Linked DNA regions of Mus musculus: regions 1, 2, 3, 4, 6 and 7 are each linked to region 5. Evidence: chromatin contacts called from public HiChIP or PLAC-seq and promoter capture Hi-C data. All regions are on one chromosome and are shown on one strand. Each heading gives the region's core, a stretch centred on a gene start, on an enhancer-like site or on the middle of the called end of the contact. The rest is flanking DNA. Distances are from core to core; before and after follow the strand shown.

Region 1 (2,728 bases), core at 66-2,565, 1.8 Mb after region 5:
CTGGCCTCTGGTGGCTTGGTCCCCATCAGCTGAGCCCCGGATCCACCAGAACATTCACTCCCACGGGTTTAGGAGCAACCTTCGAGAGATCTTTCTACCTGCTACCCCCAGTTACAAGAAAAAGGAGAAATAGAGCGGAAGTGCCCTGCCTTTTAAATACAGTGCACACCTATTTGTACACATGGATATTTGTTTTCTCATCATTGTCTGTGTTGGTTTCTGCTGTGTGGGCGTGAGTGGGCTTTAGTGGGGAAAAAGAGATGGGAAGCTAGGCTTGCTGAGTTCTCGTGTCTCCCAGGGCAGATTTCCCTCCTGCCTATATTCTGCTAGATCCAGTAACTTCTGAGGTCCTAGTGTGAGAAGGGTCAAGAGATGTCCAAGGCTCTGGGTGACAAGGAGGCCTTTGCCTCTTTCACTGCACCCTTGGGCGCCTGAACTAGGACCATAAAGTCTGTTCCCTGATGTACAAGAGAGTCTCTGGGCTGTGCCCAGCTGCACTCTCTCCCTGGTCTGTTCTTTCCCAGGCAGGGGCCCTTTATCATCTTAACTAAATCCTCTCAGCCATAGGCCTCTTAGTCATTGTATTTGTGAGCCACACGCAAGACTTTTCCATTCTGTTTAAAATCTCTACTCCCCGATGGGCGGTGGTGGTGCACACCTTTGATCACAGTACTCAGGAGGCAGAGGAACGTGGATCTCTGAGTTTGAGACCAGCCTGGTCTACACAGTGAGTTACAGGACAGCCAGGGTTACACTGAGTACCCCTGACTCGAAAAACCAAAAGAAAAAAAAAAATCTCCAGTCTTCATTAACAGCTAGTTTAGTATAAATTGTAAATAAACCATCGCCCATAGATTGTATAGAAATCTTGAGCTGGGGAGTGGGAGTGTTGTAGGGTGGGAGGGTTTTCAGGAACAGGGAGCACGTGGGCTAAACCTTGTACTAAGATTCCCATAGTCCTCCTGGGCTGGGCTAGAGCATAGCAGTTAAGAGGGTCCAGGAGTCAGGAGAGAATTTGGAAACACTGACCCTGGAACAGAAGGATCAGGGCGTGGGGGTGCTTACAAGCATCATTTGTCCTAGTAGTCGCCCCACTCCCGGGGGCGATCAGAGCACGTCCTGGTTGGAGGGGAGCATGAGAAGGCTTGGGTGCGTGGTGCCGGCTCAGAACACCTCCGAGTGTCTGATAATCAAACACCTCTGAAGCCGGAGAAACTCTTGCGAAGACGGCGGGGCGGGGCCTCGTGCTTGCCCGTGCGGGCTTCACCGCCAGGGGGCGCCCACGAGAGCGCGCGGCCGCAGCCCGAGCTTGGCCCCTGCGGGCCGCCGTCGCCATTCAGCCGCCGGTTCGGCCGAGCGGCGTCGGCTCCCGCGGCTCTGGGCGGCGCCGCAGTCGGACCCCAGGATACTCGCTGGCCCGTGGCGGCGGCGGCAGCGGCGACGATGGTCCCCTGAGCGGGTTGGCGCCTGTTAGAGGCGGGCGGGCGCCGCGACCCTGCCCGCGTCGGGGCCCAGGCCGGTCGCGCCTCTTTGTCTCCGGGCGGAAGTAGGACTCGCGGCGGGGACAGGGCGGCCGCACCATGAGCGACATCCGCCACTCGCTGCTGCGGCGCGACGCGCTGAGCGCCGCCAAGGAGGTGCTGTACCACCTGGACATCTACTTCAGCAGCCAGCTGCAGAGCGCGCCGTTGCCCATCGTGGACAAGGGCTCCGTGGAGCTGCTGGAGGAGTTCGTGTTCCAAGTGCCCAAGGAGCGCGGCGCGCAGCCCAAGGTGCCCGCCCCGGCCGTGCCCTCGCTCGGTGACAGGAGCTCGCCCCGAGGTCTCGCTCCTCTTTCCGCTCCCCCGGCCTTGCAGTCCAGCGGCGTTGCTCAGCCGCGTGCCCGTTTCGCAGGCGTGTGACAGTCGCCCACCAATGAATGATCCGGGGTGGTGGCTTTGTGAACTGGCTACTTAACATCCCTCTGGGATGTCGCTTAACTAGATGCAGGGTTTTTTCCTTTGCTTATTCATAGAGTTAAGCCCCCCCGGGCTTAGGCTTCTGAAGGGTGAAAAAAATACACCCTGGGAAAAAGAATAGATCTGTTTTCCTTTTTCAAACACTGTCTTTCTGTGTACCATGTATCTCGGGCCAGCCTGAAACTCATTATCGGCTAGACTCAGCCTCGTGTGCGCTGGGATTCTAAGCATCCACTTCCCTAATCTCTTAGGGTGGGAGCTAAGGGGCAGGTGGAGGCCCTCTTCTCACAGCTTCTCTTCCGGGTTTGTTTTTACAGAGACTGAATTCCCTCCAGGAGCTCCAGCTTCTTGAAATCATGTGCAGTTACTTCCAGGAGCAAAGCAAGGACTCTGTGCGGCAGATCATTTTCTCCTCCCTTTTCAGCCCCCAAGGGAACAAAGCCGACGACAGCCGAATGAGCTTGTTGGGAAAGCTGGTCTCCATGGCCGTGGCCGTGTGTCGGATCCCCGTGTTGGAATGTGCGGCCTCCTGGCTCCAGGTACTGCTCTCGAAATAGCGTCTCCCACAGTCTCCGTAGACAGGATAACAAGAGTTTGGATGTTCGTAGAGGTCTTTTACACGTGCGTGATGTCATCGATCATCCCTGCCTGGGTGCTACACCCAGTCCCGTTTTTTTTATGGAGCAAACATTTTTTTTGTTTCTTTGATTGACTTTTTTTTTTTGAAAAAAGAATTTGGTATGTAGCCCAAGCTGAATTCAACCCTCATG
Region 2 (2,700 bases), core at 182-2,681, 1.5 Mb before region 5:
TGTATATGAAACCATTGACCGCTTTTTTTTTAAACAACCTGTTTATTTTATGTATATTAAGTGTTTGCTTGTATTGTGTGTACCTTGTGCATGTAATGCTCCAGGAGGCCAGAAGAGGGCGTCGTATTCCCTGGAACTGGAGTTGCAGATGGTTGTGAGTCACCTTATACGCGCCTGGAACTGAACCCAGGTCCACTGCAAGAGCAGTCAGAGCATGTAACCACTGAGCCACCTCTCCAGCCCCACATTGCTCATTTCCCATTGCTCTGTTCTAAAAATGCTTCCGCTTATTACAAAGAAATGAAAAGAGACAGGAGCATCCCTTCACAGCAGTACCTGCTACCTGGGATAATGTTGATTTTTGTCTTACCACTGGTCCAGGGTGTGTCTGTGAGTGCTAAGATAATGTCTTCGTGAATTTGTTCACGCAGGCTTTCAAACGGTCCTTGACGCAAGTGATGTCTCCTTTCCATACACACGACTATTAAACTCCATAGAACCTCGTTTCTTAAAGTGTGACCCGCAGGTCGGCATCACCAGCATCTTGGGACTGACGCCGGGACCCCAACCCCAGAACTGCTGGTTTCTAAGTCAAGTTTCAGAAGTGTTGCCGCAGGGAATACAGGACTCAGAAAGAGTCCTGGAGCCTTTTGGGGGACATGAGAAGACTCAGCAGAAAACTCAACAGCTCCACGTGTCCCAAAGCAGAATGTCCAGGGAGAGAGTTCAGAAGCAGTGTGAGAGCTCAGGTTGGGCGGAACGGATCTGCTGCATTATGGCAAGGTCACACCGGGTTTAGTGTGTTGCCTTAGTGAGAAAGGGGGAAGGGGCGGCTAGAGGAAGGTTGTAACCAGGGAGGTGAAGGGAGGGTTTTGGTACCAGGAGCATGACACGGTAGAGACAGCTGCTGATGGATGCGCGCGGGGCTGGGGCTGGGGTGGGGGAACATGGGGTAAAAAGAGATCTAAGACTTGGAGCCTGGTAGGCTGGAGTAGGAATTTCAGTGAGACACAGGGGAGGCAGATGCATCTGATGATAACCCCATATGAAGGGTCCTCAGGATCCTTTGCCTTGCACAACATTGAGGTCACACGGAAATAGGACTTTTCTCCTCCCACCTTTAGGCTGGAGAGCGTGATTAAATTTAAGATCTGATCCGGTTCCAGGATGAGAGACACAGGCTAGTCCTTTTCCGGCAGGCAACCTTCAGGATCTTAACCCTAGACTCCGCGGATGAGGTACAGGAAACAATAAATTAATAAGTGTCACTTGGGTACTTAAATGAATTGGGTTTGGGCCAGTGCCTGAAGGAAGCTTTTGCAAGAATGCCCTAAATGATTTCCACTCGCGAACGGCTCCGAGAGTGCCTAATAAGTGCAGCTGGGCGATCTAAGTAGCAGCAGCTCCTATCCAGTTAAGCGAACGTCCCCAAGGGAACAATAATTTGCAGACCGGCCAACTGCAATCTAAGAGAGGGAGTCGCTTGCTGTTGTAAGTCTCCTCCGCCAGCCCTAACCTGCTTACCCCGCATTCCTCCTGTTCATCCCGAAAACCCGGCCGTTTACAATTCTTTAGGGGAAAGCATAAGAAGCCGAGCCCCAGGGTCAAGGGCGCCTCGGGGAAGCCACAGGATCAAAGTAGGTCGCCAGACTCTCCGGCCGTTCGAGTGGGTCTTCGCATGACTGTTGCAGGCGGGCGTCCACGGTGGCGGGCTCCCGCCCCTCACGCAGCTGCGACCTGCGGGGGCGCGCGCAGCCTCGTGGGGTTCCCGCGGATGCGCGCCCGGCGGGGAGCGCGGAGGGCGGAGAGCCGGGCGCGAGCACCGCAGCTCACCTGCCGCGGGCGCCACCACGGACGTGCCACGCGGGTGGCCCGAGCTATTCGGCAGCACTGAAGGAGCCACCCCTCGGCCAGGGCGTGCCAAGGTGACCCCCGGTAACCCCCTGCCCCGCAGGCTGCGCGTCCCCGCTGCTAGGGGAGCGGTGCCAAATGCATGCATATCTTTCTCTCTGTCTGTCTGGGCACCTCTGTGGTACACACCTACCTTTTTTGTAGCCCTTGCACTCTGAGCGGTGCACATGGGAGAGACTGGGACCCCACCCCTTTGTTTGAGTCTGGAGGTGTGTTTGGGGGTGTGCTCGCGCGTGAGGTATGTTTGGGAAGGGTGGGAGTTTGGGGCCCTTAAAATATTCCACCCTCCTGCAGACTTGTGGCTGCTGGGCGGTGCTCTCTCAGCAGCCCAGATGTCAAACAGTTGTTGGTTTTCGGCATGGGAGATGCAATTAGCCAATGTCGGTTTTCAGCGTTTTGGCAAGTGTGCGAGTGTGCATGTGCCGCCTCGGGAGTCCTGATCCGTGTTTCCCTCAGAGACAAACAGCATTTCGGTTGCAGACTTTAGCTTTTGTTTTTAATTCCTGAAGCTCGTGGCATTTTGACACTGATAGCTGAGCCCAGGGTTGTCTGTCTTTCTCTGTGTGTTTTGCATGATCTTGGATTGGCACCCTACTGTACCCAAACATTAAAAAGCCTGTCTTTCCGTTGAAGAGGACAGGGGTTAAAATGAACGAAGACCCGAAGGTCAATTTAAGCGGGCTGCCTCGGGACTGTATAGATGCCGGTGCTCCAGAGAACATCTCAGCCGCTGTCCCCTCCCAGGGCTCTGTTGCGGAGTCAGAACCCGAGCTCGTTGTCAACCCCTGG
Region 3 (2,700 bases), core at 103-2,602, 2.0 Mb before region 5:
CGGGTTCTTCATGATTATGTACCGCAGACAGTTTCCTAGTGTATGGTCCTCCTCGTGCAGGACAAATGTCACACACTGTCTATCTGTTCCAGCTGCCTGGACCATTTCCAGGGCTGTCTTCCTCTCGCCTTCAGCCATTGAGGTCTTCAATCCTGATATTTTTCTACACACATATTTTTTTTGTAAGAATAAGATCACATGGAATATCGTTTTCTGATTAACTTTTTATGATTCACTGCCTCATTCTCCTGCCTCCACACTTCTAGCCATAGATATTTAACTCCAGTTTTTCCCTACTTCATTTGACTCCAGCAAAGAGGGGGAGGGGTGTCATCTCAGAAAAAAAAAAAAACCCCACCAAGTTAAATGTTTGCAAAATCTTTCTTGGGATAGAGCAAAAGAAAGGGGCAGAGTTACAATAGGGTAGGCCCTGCTGCAAGATGAAAAGGGAGTTGACAGGTATAAAAAACACGATTACTTTAGCATAAAAATGGCAACCACAAGTTATCAGGGTGGCAGGCTCAGTTACGGCTCCCATTTGAAAGAGGTAAGGAAACTACTAAGTTAAAGGAAGTGAAAAGTTTAATAGGAGGGAGAATTTGGTGGACAGAGAGAATTTACGAGCAGTCTGCACAGAGCGGAGTTGCAGTAACTTTAGCCAACTTAAACACGCCAGGCCCGCCACTCGGGACGGCTGGCCCGGTGCGTGACCTTACAACGAGGCAGTTCTAATGGGGGTGGTGGCAGTTTGGGACTTACAGCATGATTCCCAACTTCTCTCCCCTCCCGGATGGCTAGCATCCCTCTGGGCTTTTCTGTTACAAATAAACCCACGGCTCCTCCCTCTTCCCAACCCGGCCCGCTCTACTCTCTCTCCTTCCTTCCCCAGCGCCTGGGGTCAGGCCTAGCCGCCACGCCGGGCCGCAGTCGGCCGCGTGCCCCTTCGCCACCCGCTTCGCTGGCCCGACCCGCCGCCCCACTCCACTCTTCCCCTCCACCCTTACCTCTCCAGCTCCTGATCGTCTTCCATCGCGGGAGGTGGGGGTGGCGGCTCCAGGAAATCCTCAGGTGGCGCTGGCGAAATGGAAGCTCTTCCCCATGTCGCGAAAGGTGCGGGACAAGGCAGGAAGGAAGAAACCACCGACGGAAGAAGCGGATGACGGAAGGAGGGGGGCGGAGCCGCAGCGGCGCGGCAGGGCCCTCTGTGGGCGGGGCTAAACCGGGTCCCGCCCCCGACCACGCCCAGGCGCGGGCAGGACGGTTCACCTGGAACTGCGGAAGCTAAGCCAGCTGCCGGGCACAGCCAGCCGGTCCCCAAGTGCCACTGAAGAGCATAGGCTCTCACCTGTCGCCCCGAGACACCTGCTATTTAAAAAGAGTCAGAGTCGGATCTCTGGCCTGCTAGGCTCTCCAGGAACCCGACTGCCCCAGGGCTGGCTATTCCCAGGACTTGAGTCCTCAGGGGCCTTTCATGGGGCACCTTGAAAAAGCAGAGAGACTGTTGTGCAGAGATGACTCTCCTGACGATACTGTGGGTTTTAAAAATTTTTCTCCCTGGGGTGCAAATGTACATCTCCACTAGGTGCAAGGGCTGCGATGGTCTTTCTTTTGCGAGAGAAGTGAGAGTTTGGAGCACCGCCCTCCTTCCTCGGGAGCTCACGCTGTGGGACTGGCAGCTCCTTTTCCCTTTGATCCCAAGGAACCGCCCTTCTTCTCAGGTGCATCCTCCCAGCTCCCACCTGACCCTGGCCAGGCTGGGTCCCCGCCCCACCCAGCTGTCCCCTCGCCCTGCACACCTACACGTCAGCCGCCCCCCGCCACCTGTTCTCCCTCAGCCTGGTCCCGCAGCCCTCCCCTCCCTTCAGCTGTCCCACGCCCGGCGCGGCGCTCCAGGGGTGCACGCAGACACTTCCCGAGCGTTTTCTCTGTGTGTCTGAGAGGGAGAATCCGGCCGGGAGCGATGGCGGAGGGCGGAACGCGCTCACTCTAACACGGGGGTGATGAGCAGGGCCGACTCGGCCCCTCGAACTCCTTGATTGGTCGAGAGGCTCCGAGCCCGCTCTTAGTCCCGCCTTTGTCCGCCGTTGATTGGCTCAGGTGCGTGTCGGGTTGGGCCTCTGCGCTCGCCCCCTAGGGGAAAGGCAGCAGGGGCGGTTGAGAAGTAAAGTCTTGGCCGGACTTTGCTTCTCGCCAGGAAATCGGCGGCGGCGAGTCCCAGCGGAGCGGAGCCGGGCGGCGTCCTCGTCAGCGCTCCCGCGGGGAGCCCGCCGCTTTCCCTCAGTGAGTTACTTCGCCTCAGGTGCGGGCGGTGACGGGGTGTGGCGTCAGGGTAGGGGGGACCATCTGGGGGACCGCTGGGGGCCGCGTGCTGTCTGGCCCGGCCCGGTGCGGGTGCGGGTTCCAGGAACCCCGATGCAGGTCTGCGCGCCTCTCGCTTTTCAAGACATGGAGGTTTGGGAACGAGTTCTTGCACTTTGCGTCTGCACGTTGTCTGGAGCCAGAGTGGCGCTAGCTAGTTGCCCTCTGGTTTTGTTTCCTGGAAGGGATGAGCAGAGAGGCACCCTCCTCCTTGCCCCAGCCTGTTGCGGGGGAATTCTCACCTTTCTCTTCAGATTTGACATGTTTGGGAGCGTGGGGGGTATAATTTCCAAAATATGAGTCCCGATTTGGAAGCATTTGCGCACAAAGCACCTCTTGGGA
Region 4 (2,773 bases), core at 232-2,731, 1.2 Mb after region 5:
CTCGAACTCAGAAATCGGCCTGCCTCTGCCTACCGAGTGCTGGGATTAAAGGCTTGTACCACCACGCCTGGCTCACAATTCTTAAAAAGTCAAAGTTTGGTGGGAAATACTGGTTGACAAAAATCATCTTCCAACTATGTAACTATTCTCATAATTGCTTTTGAAACCTGTACCCAAATCCATGCTGCCTACACTGCTCTGATGAAAGTCCTCAGAGCTCATGTTTGAGACAAGAGTTCATTCTCAGCCTCCAAATGATAGTCCCACCTCACGACCACACTCAGCGAACGGGTTAAGTCTCTTTCTGTCCTGGCTGGCCTAGGGTAATCGCCTTTTTGTCTCCAGTTTACCCTGATTGCTACCACCAGTTTTGTTCACTCTGACACAGGTTCCAAGGTAGCCCAGAGCGCCCTCAAACTCCCTATGTCGTTAAAGGTAACTATGAACTCCTGCTGAGCCTGTTCCTGCTCGGATTATAGGTGTGGCTTGATTCCCACCAATTTCTTTTTACAATTACAAATCCAGTCGAAAAAAATCTTTAGGTTTAAATTTTTAGTGGTGCTCATTGCCTATCATATGAAGTTTGAAGTCTAGCAACGACAAGGTCCCAATCTACTATCACTAATTCCCCTACGGTTTAGTCACCATAAAAATAGTTTCCCGGCTATGAAATGCCCCATAAAAGTATAACAGAACATAGGTGCATCCTTGCAGTAACAATTTTAGGGTATTTTCCATATGGTCTGACATATAGTAGACTTCCAAAAACCCTGGTGAAATAAACCAACCAACCTCTTTTCTCTTCAATCTACCTTGCACAGAACCTCGCTGGTTATCACAGCACTCGGGTGTTTGAAGTAGGAGGATCCCGAGTTCAAAGCACTACCTCAAAAAACCAAAACAAACACTTGCACTCGTTCTAACTGCAAAGGATCTCTGGGGAAATCACAAGGTTAAAATACAGACAGCAAATTTGCATTTACAAATCTGTCACCGAATGTAACTGTGCTGGCCTTCGAAGATGTGCTTCACTGCTATGATGCCGCCTGTGAACACTACACCAAACGCACAGAAGCACCTCAATATAATAAAAGTTAAAAACCCTATTGACTGCAAGATCAGCGTGAGCCTTTAAGCCTCCCTCCCCAAGTCTTCAAGAATAAAGACTCAATAAATAAACAAACAGCGGAAACGAATTTTGTCTACGGCGACTGATTTTCGTGCTGGGTTTCAAGTGCACGGCCTGTGGCGGGAGGATGCCGAGGAAATAGCTTCCTCACAGAGGACCCGGTCCAGTCCGCGAGCTTGCCCGCCTCGCGCCTCAGCCACTTCCGGTCCTTTCAAGAGACCGGGATACCGGGAACTCTATAGAATGCGCCCGGAGACCACAAGTCCAGCTCACCTCACGCCTTCGGTTTGCTCCATGGATGCAGGACTCCTCCAGTCACAGTCACCGCGGGAGAGTTGGCGCTGCCGCTCTCGGGAAAAGACGCGTCTCCTGGAACACCCATTGGTTGCTTTTGACATATGATCCGCCCCTTCCGGGCGGGCTAGCGAAGGCATGCCAAGACCTCTTTACCGGTGATTGGCCAACTCAAAGGTCAAGTTGGTGACGTTAGACCAGCCCGGCCAATGAAAGCTCGGGGACTTCATTTTCCGGAACGCCAGCAGCAGAGTCAGAAAGAAGGCGGCTGCTGTCTGAGGTGGCCTTGGGTGGCTTCTGAGCGTTCCTGTCCCTCGCCCGCTACCTTCCTTGGGTTCCCACCATGCCGATGTACCAGGTAAAGCCCTATCATGGAGGCAGCGCACCTCTGCATGTAGAGCTTCCAACCTGCATGTACCGGCTCCCCAACGTGCACAGCAAGACCACCAGCCCCGCCACCGACGCGGGCCACGTGCAGGTAGGAGCGTGCGGCCCCTGCCTGGTGCGCAGGCGCCGTTCGTGCCGCGCCGCACCCTGCCCTATCCCTCGTCCAGTCTAGCGCGCCGGCGCTGTGTCTGCCTAGGGTCCCGGTCCCTTCTGCGGCCGGGTCCGACAAAATCCTCCTAGATGAGTGCTGCTGTGGGTTCCTGTCACGATCTCCAGGCGCACAGAAAAGTGAACAACACGAAAAATGCTCATTCGGAGGAATTTTCAGAGCGATCCCAGGGTTACCATAACCCAGGTTGACGGGTTTAGTGCCCCATCCTTCCCAGTTTAACTTTTCCACAAGAGGTCCCGACTTTTACTGTAGTTATGTGTTGTTTTTTTCGCGGTTAGGTTGTGGAGGCTATCTTTAAGCTATATAATCTTGATGGTCTGGAAACATAGTATGTGTTCTGTTGTCTGGCATACTGTACAAGATTTTGTTATAACGATAGTGAGTGATCTTGTTCCTGGCCACACCCCGCTTATTTATCTGCCCGGTCCTCACTCATGGGCGCTGGAATTTATAGACTAGCTAACATAAATAGCCTGTATAGGAATGGAATTCCTGGCCCAGTGGGCAGGTTTGCCTTCCACTTTTTAAGTTCTTTTTCAAAGCGGTTATACAGGTTTAAGCTGTTACCAGCAGGATAATGGAGACATCCTAATGTAGTTTTAATTTGGATGTCTCCAGTTTCTAAGTAAGTTGAGGTCCTTTTTCGTGTTTCCTGGCCATGGGAGTGTGGGGCAGAAACAGTGCCTTTGTAGCCCAGGCTGTCCTGGGATTCTTACAGCCAAAGATAATCTTGAGCCCTTTCTCCACCAGTGGAGAAAGAGCTTCCAAGTGCTGGGGTTAGAAGTGTGTGC
Region 5 (2,700 bases), core at 140-2,639:
GAGACCCTGCCTAAAAGAACAAAACAACCCAGAGTGAAAAAGAATCACCAGCGTACACCTTTAATCCCAGCACTCGGGAGGCAGAGGCAGGAGGATTTCTGAGTTCGAGGCCAGCCTGGTCTACAGAGTGAGTTCCAGGACAGCCAGAGCTATACAGAGAAACCCTGTCTCGAAAAACCAAAATAAATAAATAAATTTTCATTCACACAGACCTTTGCCTTGCACGCTTCATTGTGTGTCTTTGAGTGCCCATGGGTGTCGGGGTATTCGAACTCAGACCCTCAGGATTCCCCCTCCCCAACTCCACCCCTGTCAGTGCTTTTATTCAATGCTCCATCTCCCAGCCCCGCACATTCTCTTACAGTAGAAGCCCACGTGGTAAATCTATTCCTTTTTTATTGTCCACGTGAAGAAGTTGTTCCCTCCAAGTCGCCCCGCAGGGCTGCAGCTTCGGACCCCACCCCACCCTCCCACCTCATAAGGCCAGGTTCAAAGGAGTGCAGAAATAAGGTCTGCAGCAGCAGACAAGCAGGCACTCTGCCAAGTGTACTAGCCACATTTGGCAGCTAAGCCTCCAAATCTGGAAGGTCCCCATTTTCCAGGCAAGGCAAGTTGAGCTCTAGAGAGGCGAGGTGGCTCGACTGCGTCAGCAGCCACACCGCCCCAGGCTGGAGCTGCCTCGCGGGAACAAGCTTCATGGCCAGCACCTGGGCTGGCTCCCAGTTCAGGATTCCAGCCTATTTGCGGGCCCCACCGGGACCTGCCCTGTCCGGGGTGGCCTGGCTGGGTGCCCCTCGAGCCGCCAGGGTCCGCTCGCCCAAGCTGGGTGGAACCAGGAACCTGGACCCCTGCCGGGTATGGTCACTGGGGGATGAGGCGGGGCAGGGGTGCTAGCTCATTTCCCGGTCGCAACAACCCGGAAGGCTGCGGACCGAGGGGGAAGTGACTGAGCGTGGGGCCCTGCGCCCAAAGTAACGGGGCGACACGGGTCTCGGGGATCGAAAGCGGGGCCAGGAAAGCGGAGAGGGGGCGCGAGGCTGGGGCTGTGCCGTCTCGATGGCGTCGAGTGCGCGGGGAATCTCTGCGATTCTTCCCACCGCGCCCCGCATCCCCAGAACGCCGCCCCCCACTAGCTCCTTGCCAGCCCCACCCTCGCCGGGAGCCCCACCAGGCCCCCATGCACACGGCTCTCCACTCCTCTCTCATCCCCATCCCCCTCACCGTCGAACATCGCCTCGAGTCCCCTGACTTCTAGGTGGCCTCAGACACCACACACACCTCGCGACCACCCCGCGCCCCTCACCTCGGGTCTCCTCGGCCGCGGACTCTGGACAGTCGACGCGCCGAACCGGCTCTGAGACCCGCGCAGCGCCGCAGCCACTTCCTCGTGGGCGGGGGGCGGGGCCTTCGGGCACAGCCCCGCAGGGACCGGGGGCGGGACCCGGGCGGCTGTGGCCAGATCTCAGGGCCCGCCCACCCCTCGGGGTACTAAGCCGCCCGGACCTCAGTTAAGTCCAGCTCAGCCCAGAATTCGTTCGGAGATCGCACGCTGTTGCCCCTAACTACTTTCTGAATGGGGAAACTGAGGCTGGAAGAAGGGGGGGGGCGCTTAGAGGGCGGAAGCCCGAGATCGGGCAACCAAGAATTCAAAGGTTTTGAGGCCACACGCAGGCACCCCGCAACTTAATGACTCCTGCCCCGCCCCTCGCACTCTAGGTGCACCCCAGCCGTGGTTCCCCAGACTCTGTGTCCCAAAGATGGCAGAGTCGCTGGCGTCCAGGAAGAAGAGCACTGCCACTCCAGGTGACTTCTCGCTTCGGAAGTCCACACACTTCCCTCCAAGTTGCTGAGTAGCTTTGCAGTCAGGTGATGATGCTCCAGGGTCAAGGGTCTTCCAGGTTAGGTGCGTCTCAAGTTCCTTTTGCTGTGCCTCCCACCTTCTGAGAGCTCCTCTCTAGACTCCCAGCAATCTCCTGTATCACTAATTCTGGCTTAGAGGTGCCTGTGATAACCCACACCTGTCATCCCAGCACTGGGGAGATGGAGGAAGAGAGATGAGATTCGAGTTCACCCTTGGCTGTAGAGCTGGATGAAGGCCAGCCTGGGTTACATGAAACCCTGCCTCAAAAAAACCAAAGAAATGGGCCAGTAAGATGGCTCAGATGGCAAAGGTGCTTGCTGCCCAGCCTAAGGACCTGAATTGAACTCCCAGCACTGACTTCCACACACATGCCAGCCATAGTGAACTAGAGTGTGTAAACATACACACACACACACACACACACACACACACACACGCAGGGTAAGTAAATAAATTAATACTTTTTTTTTTTTTTTGAGCCAGGGTTTCTCTGTGTAGCCCTGATTGCCCTGGAATTAGCTCTGTAGGCCAGACTGCCCTTGAACTCAGAGATCCGCCTCTGTCTGTGTCTCCAAGTTCTGAGTTCTGGTATTAAAGCAGTGCATCATCATGCCTGGTGTAATAAAATACTCTAAGTTTGGAGCAGTTGCTGCAGTGAACACCCTGCCCATGTTCAGTGATTATGTATATGTGTGTGTGTGTATACACACACACACACACACATATACATATATAATGGTGTTGGGATTCAAACTCAGGGCCCTGCACACACAGCAGACGCTCAGTCACGGAGCTACATCCCCAGCCTTCACTTAAGTCTCCTTAAGTTTCTGGGGCTG
Region 6 (2,710 bases), core at 1-2,500, 1.4 Mb after region 5:
TTCTCCTTTTTAATTCCTCAAAGTACTTGAGTTTTTTGCTCCAAATACTCAATAGACATTTTATAGCCAACCTATAGGGACTGTAATGAAGTTGGTAGCATGAGTAGGTATAGGCTCCTGACCTCTTTATAATGTTAAAAGCTTAACATAGCATGCTGTGGCTGGAATAAATGAAAGGAAAAAGGAAATATGGAGTTGGGTGTTTTGTTTTGAGACTGGGAGTCCTTCTGTAGCACAGGGTGTCTTCAAACTTGTGATTCTCCTGTCTCAGACTCACCTGTACTGGGAATCATTAAAATGGGACTTTTAATGCCCAAGCTAAAGAGCTTAGCTTCTTCTTCTGATCTGTGTTTTAAAATAAAACAAAAAACTGTGTCCACAAGAGTATAGTGAAACCAGAGTGGAGTGCTGGAGGAGTCAGTTAGACTAGGCTTAGTGAGAGAGAAGGCAAGTGGGTGGTGGGCAGGACCACAGCTCTTTAGGTCAGTAGGGTGTAGTGAACTGGTGGTCTAGGGGGTGAAAGGTTTTGATCAGCAGTGAATGCTCTTCAGGGGTGTGTACTAAATGGGTACCACAGGCAGGCGCTGGAGGGGAGAGAATACAAGGATGAACTACTTTGTCCAGCCTCAGGATCCAGGAAGTAACAAGAAGCATGACTGTAGGACTGGGGCGCAGTTGCCTCAATCTGGAGAGCTAAGACTTGAAGTGAGACGTTGAGGGGGGTGCATGGTCTGCTCTTTAGCCTGGCAGGGCTACGTAAGGTAGAGACAGCGGAGGCCCCATCGCGGTGAGGGCCCGTGGATCGCAGAGCCCAGTGGCCTCGCCACCGTAGTCCGCAGGGCCACGCGTAGGAGAGGCATGAGTCTCCCGGGATGGGAGCTCAGGTGTACTGGCTTTAGGGCCCCAACCCGGGCCACTCCGGGAACTCTGAACGGAAGCGGCCCCTCCCCGCCCTGCTGCCGGACACCCAGCCAATCAGTGCATCCCGCCAATCAGGGCGTCGGACCAATCAGTGTGCTTTCTCCGGCGGAGCCCGGCGCTTAGCTGACGCGTGAGGCCAGCCCGCGCCCCGCCGCCCTTGGGCGACGGCCCCTCCCGCGTTTGCCCGGCCCGTTAGCTGCGCGCCGCGCCTCTTGCGCGACGGCCCCTGGGCGGCGGAGGCCGTGGCGGCGGCGCGTGCGGGCGCGGCCCTGGTGCGCCCCCTGGCGGCCCGGCCGGCAAGCTGCGGGTGCGGCGCTGACCCGGAGGCGGCGGCGGCGGTGCCCGGATGGAGGCACGTCATTGTCCCCCGCCGGGCGGCTGGGCTGTGTGCGGCGGCGGCGGCGGCGGCGGCCGAGGGGGATGGAGCGAGTGCCGAGCCGGGTCAGGTAAGCTCCCGCCTCCTTCCCGCCCGCTGCAGGCCGGCGTGGGGCCGGGCCGCGTGTCCCTGGTTCGCGGCCTCAGCCGCCCCGCCGCCTTCAGCCGGCCGCGGCCCGCCGGGACTAGCGCGGCCCCTCGCCCGCCGCCCCCTCTACAGCCGCCGGGCGGCCCGGGGACCCCACGGCTGCGGGACTGGCGCTGCCGCCGCCCGGCCGGGCCAGGCCCGCAGAGCAGGAGGCGGTGGCCACGGCGGGCGGGCTCGCAGCGAAGGCAGCGCCGGGGTTGCACGGAAGGGCCGGACCCCCCTGGTTGCCATGGCCACAGCGCTCCCACCCCCACCGGCCCCAGCCCGCCCCCTCGGTCCGCTGCTCGGGCGGCCGGCAGCTACCGGGCCGCCCGGCGCGTTTGGAGCTGCCGGGGTGGGCGTGTGCACGCCGGGACAGTGTAGCCGGCGTAGCCGGCGTCCGGGGCCCGCCCGCCGCCCCCCCGCGTGGCTGCCACCTCCGGCTCCAGGGCGCCCCTCGGAGCTCCGGGCTGGCCTCCCCGCCCCCACCCCACCCCGACAAACTTTCCCACCCGGGCGCAGTCCACTAGGCTCCTCAGCAGAACACCCGAGTTGCCCACGCCGTAGCGGAGCGGACACCCGCAAGAGAGGCGGACAGCCGGGGGTGTTGGGGTGGGGGGGAGGAGCCCCGTAGCTCTTTCCCCTCCGAAAAAGCGAGTGTGCCTTCCTCCCCCAGGCTCTTTATCTTTTGGGGCACAGAGAACCAACTTACCTGGAGGAAAGGGCGGGTGGGAGGGATCAGATTCAGATGTTTGAAATGAAAATTTGACGGGACCAAAGTTTTACAATCTAGGACTTTAACCTCCCTAGAATACAGTTGAGATTACTTTTGTTGAATAGCTCTTTTATATCTGAAGGCCTTAGGACTTGCTTGTTTGTGGTTCTTTCAAGTAAATACACTCAAGTAACAAAAAGTGTCGGGGAAACTAGTTAACGCCCCTTTTACAAAGTAACAACCGGATCCAGGTTCGCACAGCTGTTTATGGAGGAGAACTTTTCTTCAAAGCATGCATTTTAAACGTTCTGCTTTTACCATGTCACTCATTCAGATGCTTAGGTCTGTGAATAATGAGTTACACTTATTTGTTTTTACTCAGGGACAGTTTCACTTTCTTTTCTGTAATCATTGATTCAAGACTACAGTAAGTACTTGGTTTGCAGAGTTTTACGGCTAATCATTCTGTTTACCAAAATACAATTAAAAACCAAGTGGTGTCTTTTTTTAAAGTTTCTTAAAACTGAAATGTTACCAGAACTTGTATAATACTGTTTATGAAGAGTTCGCAT
Region 7 (2,700 bases), core at 185-2,684, 1.5 Mb after region 5:
CAGCCTGTAATTAAGACTTCTTTTTCCCCCTAAACACTCCCTTATTACATGGGATTCTGATCATTCTGTCAGCAAAAAAGGAAGATCGTTCCTCAAAGTCCAGACAGCTTCAACTTGGGGTGTTTGGGTAAAAAATGACGGGTACATTATTAACCCTTTGCTTACTTCAAGTAAAGTCCCACTCCACAAACGGTGACTCTTGATGTTTTGGGAAACCAAATTCATGAAATGACACAACAGGAATCTGTACTCCGTTGAGTAATTTGCAACCGGCTCATTTGCAGCAGGGTGGAACTCAAAGTCAGGCACATACATACAGCCTGAGCAACACGGAGAACTGATAGCCCACCTCTGGAAGGGTGTCTGTCACAGGCACCTGTCCAGGAGTCTAACAGTCTCGCTGCTGTGGCTCCCGCATCCCACCCTCGGCTTTAAAGGAATCCCACCTGACCCCTTTAATTTCTTAATTATATTTTCCATTTGGTGGTGTTGGGGATCAAACTCAGCGTCCTGGGCATGCTAGACAATGATTCTATCATTTGTGCTATTTGGCCCCCTTTTTATTTTTACACCCGACCCCTTCTCTGTAGCATTTTTTCTTTTCTATTTGATAAAAAAATGCATACTCAGACCTGGACTGGAGCTGCCTGCCCCTCATGTCCTTTAAGCCATTCCCAATGAGTACTTCTGATCTAAAAATCAGAGACGTGGTCATGACTTCCAACCTTCCTCCTCTCCCCCGACCGATCCACCCCACCCTCCGGGCCCTCCGAGTCCTCCAAATTGAAAACTTTCCCCTCCCCATCCAGGAGCTCCCAAGCTCCAGACACCTGAGGAGAGCTGAAAAGGAGAGGGGCCCGTCCGAAACAGCTGGGCTAGGGAGGGCGTGGACGCCCTTGGCAATGAGACGCTGGGAAGGTCGCCCCGCAGAGTGGCCCCATCTCAGAAAGGCGACCTGGAGCTGTGCTGCGGAGACCCCGGCCTCGAACCCGCGACCCGCGACCGCGCTGGGCGACGACCCCGCGGTCTCCGACATGTCCTCTCACCAGGGCAGCGAAGCCCGAGTCCCCGCCTTACCCCGCGCACCTCCCCACGGTCGCCGCCACCCCACCCGACACCCGGCCCCACGTCTCAAGCCTGGGCTCTCAACAGCGCGACCCTCGGCCTCAGGGCCGCCCAGAGAGCCGGCCACACCTCCATCACTCACCGCTGCCGCCCTCACCGCCACCGCCTTCGTCCATTTTGAGGCCACTCCCCGCCAGCCGGCGAGCCCGGAGCCGGCGGGAGCGACTGGGCTGAACGCCGGGACTAAGAGAAGTGGTCGCGGGGAGAACCGGAGAGCTCCTCAGCGAGCGCGGCCCGGGTCGCGGCCGGGCCTCCACGGAGGGCCGGGCGGAGCCTCACTGCTCCGGCGCCATCACGTGACACAAAACCACGCCTCCCCTGTCGGTGTGGGCGGAGCCTAGACGCCGAGCGGTCCCGCCCACCAGACTCCGCCCGGCCTTGCAGTAGCTGCAGTAGCTGCTTAGCTAGGAGACTTGGATCCTGCAGCGCAGCACTCTCCCTCGAACCTCCTGTCTGCCCCTCTAGAGCATCCTGGAGAGGAAGCCGGGTCTATCAGGAGCACGAGGACGCCCTGCTCTACAAAACCTGATGGCTAAGGGCTGCGACTCGCAAATGCATAGAGTAGGGAGTGAGAAACTATCTGAAAAGGAAGGCTGATGATTGGCTCAAGTGGCCCCCACTTAAAGGCAGAAGGAAAGAACTGACTATAAAGTTTTACTGTGACCGCAGCATGCGTGGGCGTCCACACATGACATACACACAGTAATAATTGTGTGGGGATGTAGTTCTGTTGTTAAGAGCACTCGCTGCTCTTGAAGAGAATCAGAGTTTGGTTCTCAGCACCCACAGAACCCTTGTAACTATGACTACAAAAAGGATCCAATACTTCCGGCCTCCAAGGGCACCTGCACTCATATGACGGTTATCTGGCACACTCTTACCTCCACCCACATCAGGCATGCTTGTAGTGCACACATATATGTGCGGGCAAAACACTGATACACACAAAATAAAATTTTAAAAAAACTTTTTGAGATAGGGTTTCTCTGCATAGCCATCAATGTCATGGAACTCTTTCTCTGTAGACCAGGCTGACCTTGAACTCAGAGATCTTCCTGCCTTTGACTCCTGAATGCTGGAGCTAAAAGGATGAGCCACCATGCCCAGCTAAATAAATCTTTTTTTAAGTGTTTATTTTAAAAATAATAAAAACTGGGTGCGGTGGCGAATACCTTTGACCACAGCAAGCCAATCTCAACAGAATCTTAGTGGGTTTAGTCTGCTTAGTGAGTTCCAAGTTAGCCAGGGCTACCTAGTGAGTCTCTGTCTGAAGTCATCATCATCATCATCTGAAAACGAGCCCATGAGAAGACTCTCCCCACCCCCACCTCCTCCCTTCTTTACCCTCAGAATGTTAGGGTAATTCCAGCCTTTTATCTTTTGGGTGTATAATAATAATGGAGTCTCATTTTTCCTGCGGATTGGATGCATTTTAGAATTAACAAAGTATTAGGTTGGTAAATGAATATAGTGATGCTGTTGAACCCTAACCCCAGTCCGGCACAGCTGGGGCTCGGCTCTCAGAAAGCATTAGTACAGGGGTTGGCCAGTCTGGCGTCAGATGCCCGTGCAGTT

Evidence for each region. Promoter capture Hi-C pulls out the DNA fragments that hold promoters and counts their contacts. HiChIP or PLAC-seq counts read pairs in DNA pulled down with a chosen protein or histone mark. Capture Hi-C pulls out chosen DNA fragments and counts their contacts.
Region 1: a contact with region 5 is called in a promoter capture Hi-C map of embryonic stem cells. The contact joins the promoter of E130309D02Rik here to the promoter of Arpc1b in region 5. A contact is called at or near these places in 2 of 39 promoter capture datasets (embryonic stem cells and liver).
Region 2: a contact with region 5 is called in a promoter capture Hi-C map of pre-B cells. The contact joins the promoter of Gpr12 here to the promoter of Arpc1b in region 5. A contact is called at or near these places in 1 of 39 promoter capture datasets (pre-B cells), 1 of 484 Hi-C or Micro-C datasets (B cells) and 1 of 115 datasets of contacts at active chromatin or transcription factors (astrocytes).
Region 3: an HNF4G HiChIP or PLAC-seq map of pancreatic cancer cells shows a contact between it and region 5. The contact joins the promoter of Polr1d here to the promoter of Arpc1b in region 5. A contact is called at or near these places in 1 of 39 promoter capture datasets (embryonic stem cells) and 4 of 115 datasets of contacts at active chromatin or transcription factors (astrocytes, extraembryonic endoderm stem cells, large pre-B cells and 1 more).
Region 4: a contact with region 5 is called in a promoter capture Hi-C map of adipose tissue, with 2.1 times the contacts expected there. The contact joins the promoter of Pms2 here to the promoter of Arpc1b in region 5. A contact is called at or near these places in 2 of 39 promoter capture datasets (liver and pre-B cells), 1 of 115 datasets of contacts at active chromatin or transcription factors (pancreatic cancer cells) and 1 of 9 other capture datasets (adipose tissue).
Region 6: a contact with region 5 is called in a promoter capture Hi-C map of pre-B cells. The contact joins the promoter of Usp42 here to the promoter of Arpc1b in region 5. A contact is called at or near these places in 2 of 39 promoter capture datasets (cranial neural crest and pre-B cells).
Region 7: an HNF4G HiChIP or PLAC-seq map of pancreatic cancer cells shows a contact between it and region 5. The contact joins the promoter of Cyth3 here to the promoter of Arpc1b in region 5. A contact is called at or near these places in 1 of 39 promoter capture datasets (liver) and 1 of 115 datasets of contacts at active chromatin or transcription factors (pancreatic cancer cells).

Annotation. Positions count from the first base shown.
Region 1 is chr5:143,313,947-143,316,674 of GRCm38.p6, reverse strand. E130309D02Rik (RIKEN cDNA E130309D02 gene) reads left to right here and starts at 1,315. Exons shown (of 6, transcript NM_172726.4): 1 at 1,315-1,772; 2 at 2,276-2,497. The coding sequence starts at 1,581. It overlaps Zdhhc4 (zinc finger, DHHC domain containing 4), which reads left to right. Exons shown (of 8, transcript NM_028379.5): 8 at 1-186. The coding sequence ends at 133.
Region 2 is chr5:146,583,970-146,586,669 of GRCm38.p6, reverse strand. It overlaps Gpr12 (G-protein coupled receptor 12), which reads left to right and starts at 1,431. Exons shown (of 2, transcript NM_001359056.1): 1 at 1,431-1,925; 2 at 2,545-2,700. The coding sequence starts at 2,560. Gm34333 (a long non-coding RNA gene) reads left to right here. Exons shown (of 4, transcript XR_377206.1): 4 at 1-54.
Region 3 is chr5:147,075,998-147,078,697 of GRCm38.p6, reverse strand. It overlaps Polr1d (polymerase (RNA) I polypeptide D), which reads right to left and starts at 1,352. Exons shown (of 3, transcript NM_181730.4): 1 at 1,005-1,352. The coding sequence starts at 1,030. It overlaps Lnx2 (ligand of numb-protein X 2), which reads left to right and starts at 2,126. Exons shown (of 10, transcript NM_080795.4): 1 at 2,126-2,280.
Region 4 is chr5:143,908,709-143,911,481 of GRCm38.p6, reverse strand. It overlaps Pms2 (PMS1 homolog2, mismatch repair system component), which reads right to left and starts at 1,481. Exons shown (of 15, transcript NM_008886.2): 1 at 1,403-1,481. The coding sequence starts at 1,425. It overlaps Aimp2 (aminoacyl tRNA synthetase complex-interacting multifunctional protein 2), which reads left to right and starts at 1,643. Exons shown (of 4, transcript NM_001172146.1): 1 at 1,643-1,901. The coding sequence starts at 1,767.
Region 5 is chr5:145,112,945-145,115,644 of GRCm38.p6, reverse strand. It overlaps Arpc1b (actin related protein 2/3 complex, subunit 1B), which reads right to left and starts at 1,389. Exons shown (of 10, transcript NM_023142.2): 1 at 1,304-1,389.
Region 6 is chr5:143,730,820-143,733,529 of GRCm38.p6, reverse strand. Usp42 (ubiquitin specific peptidase 42) reads left to right here and starts at 1,250. Exons shown (of 18, transcript NM_029749.2): 1 at 1,250-1,367. Gm38737 (a long non-coding RNA gene) reads right to left here and starts at 1,075. Exons shown (of 3, transcript XR_868672.3): 1 at 1-1,075.
Region 7 is chr5:143,621,181-143,623,880 of GRCm38.p6, reverse strand. Cyth3 (cytohesin 3) reads right to left here and starts at 1,434. Exons shown (of 13, transcript NM_011182.4): 1 at 1,208-1,434. The coding sequence starts at 1,241.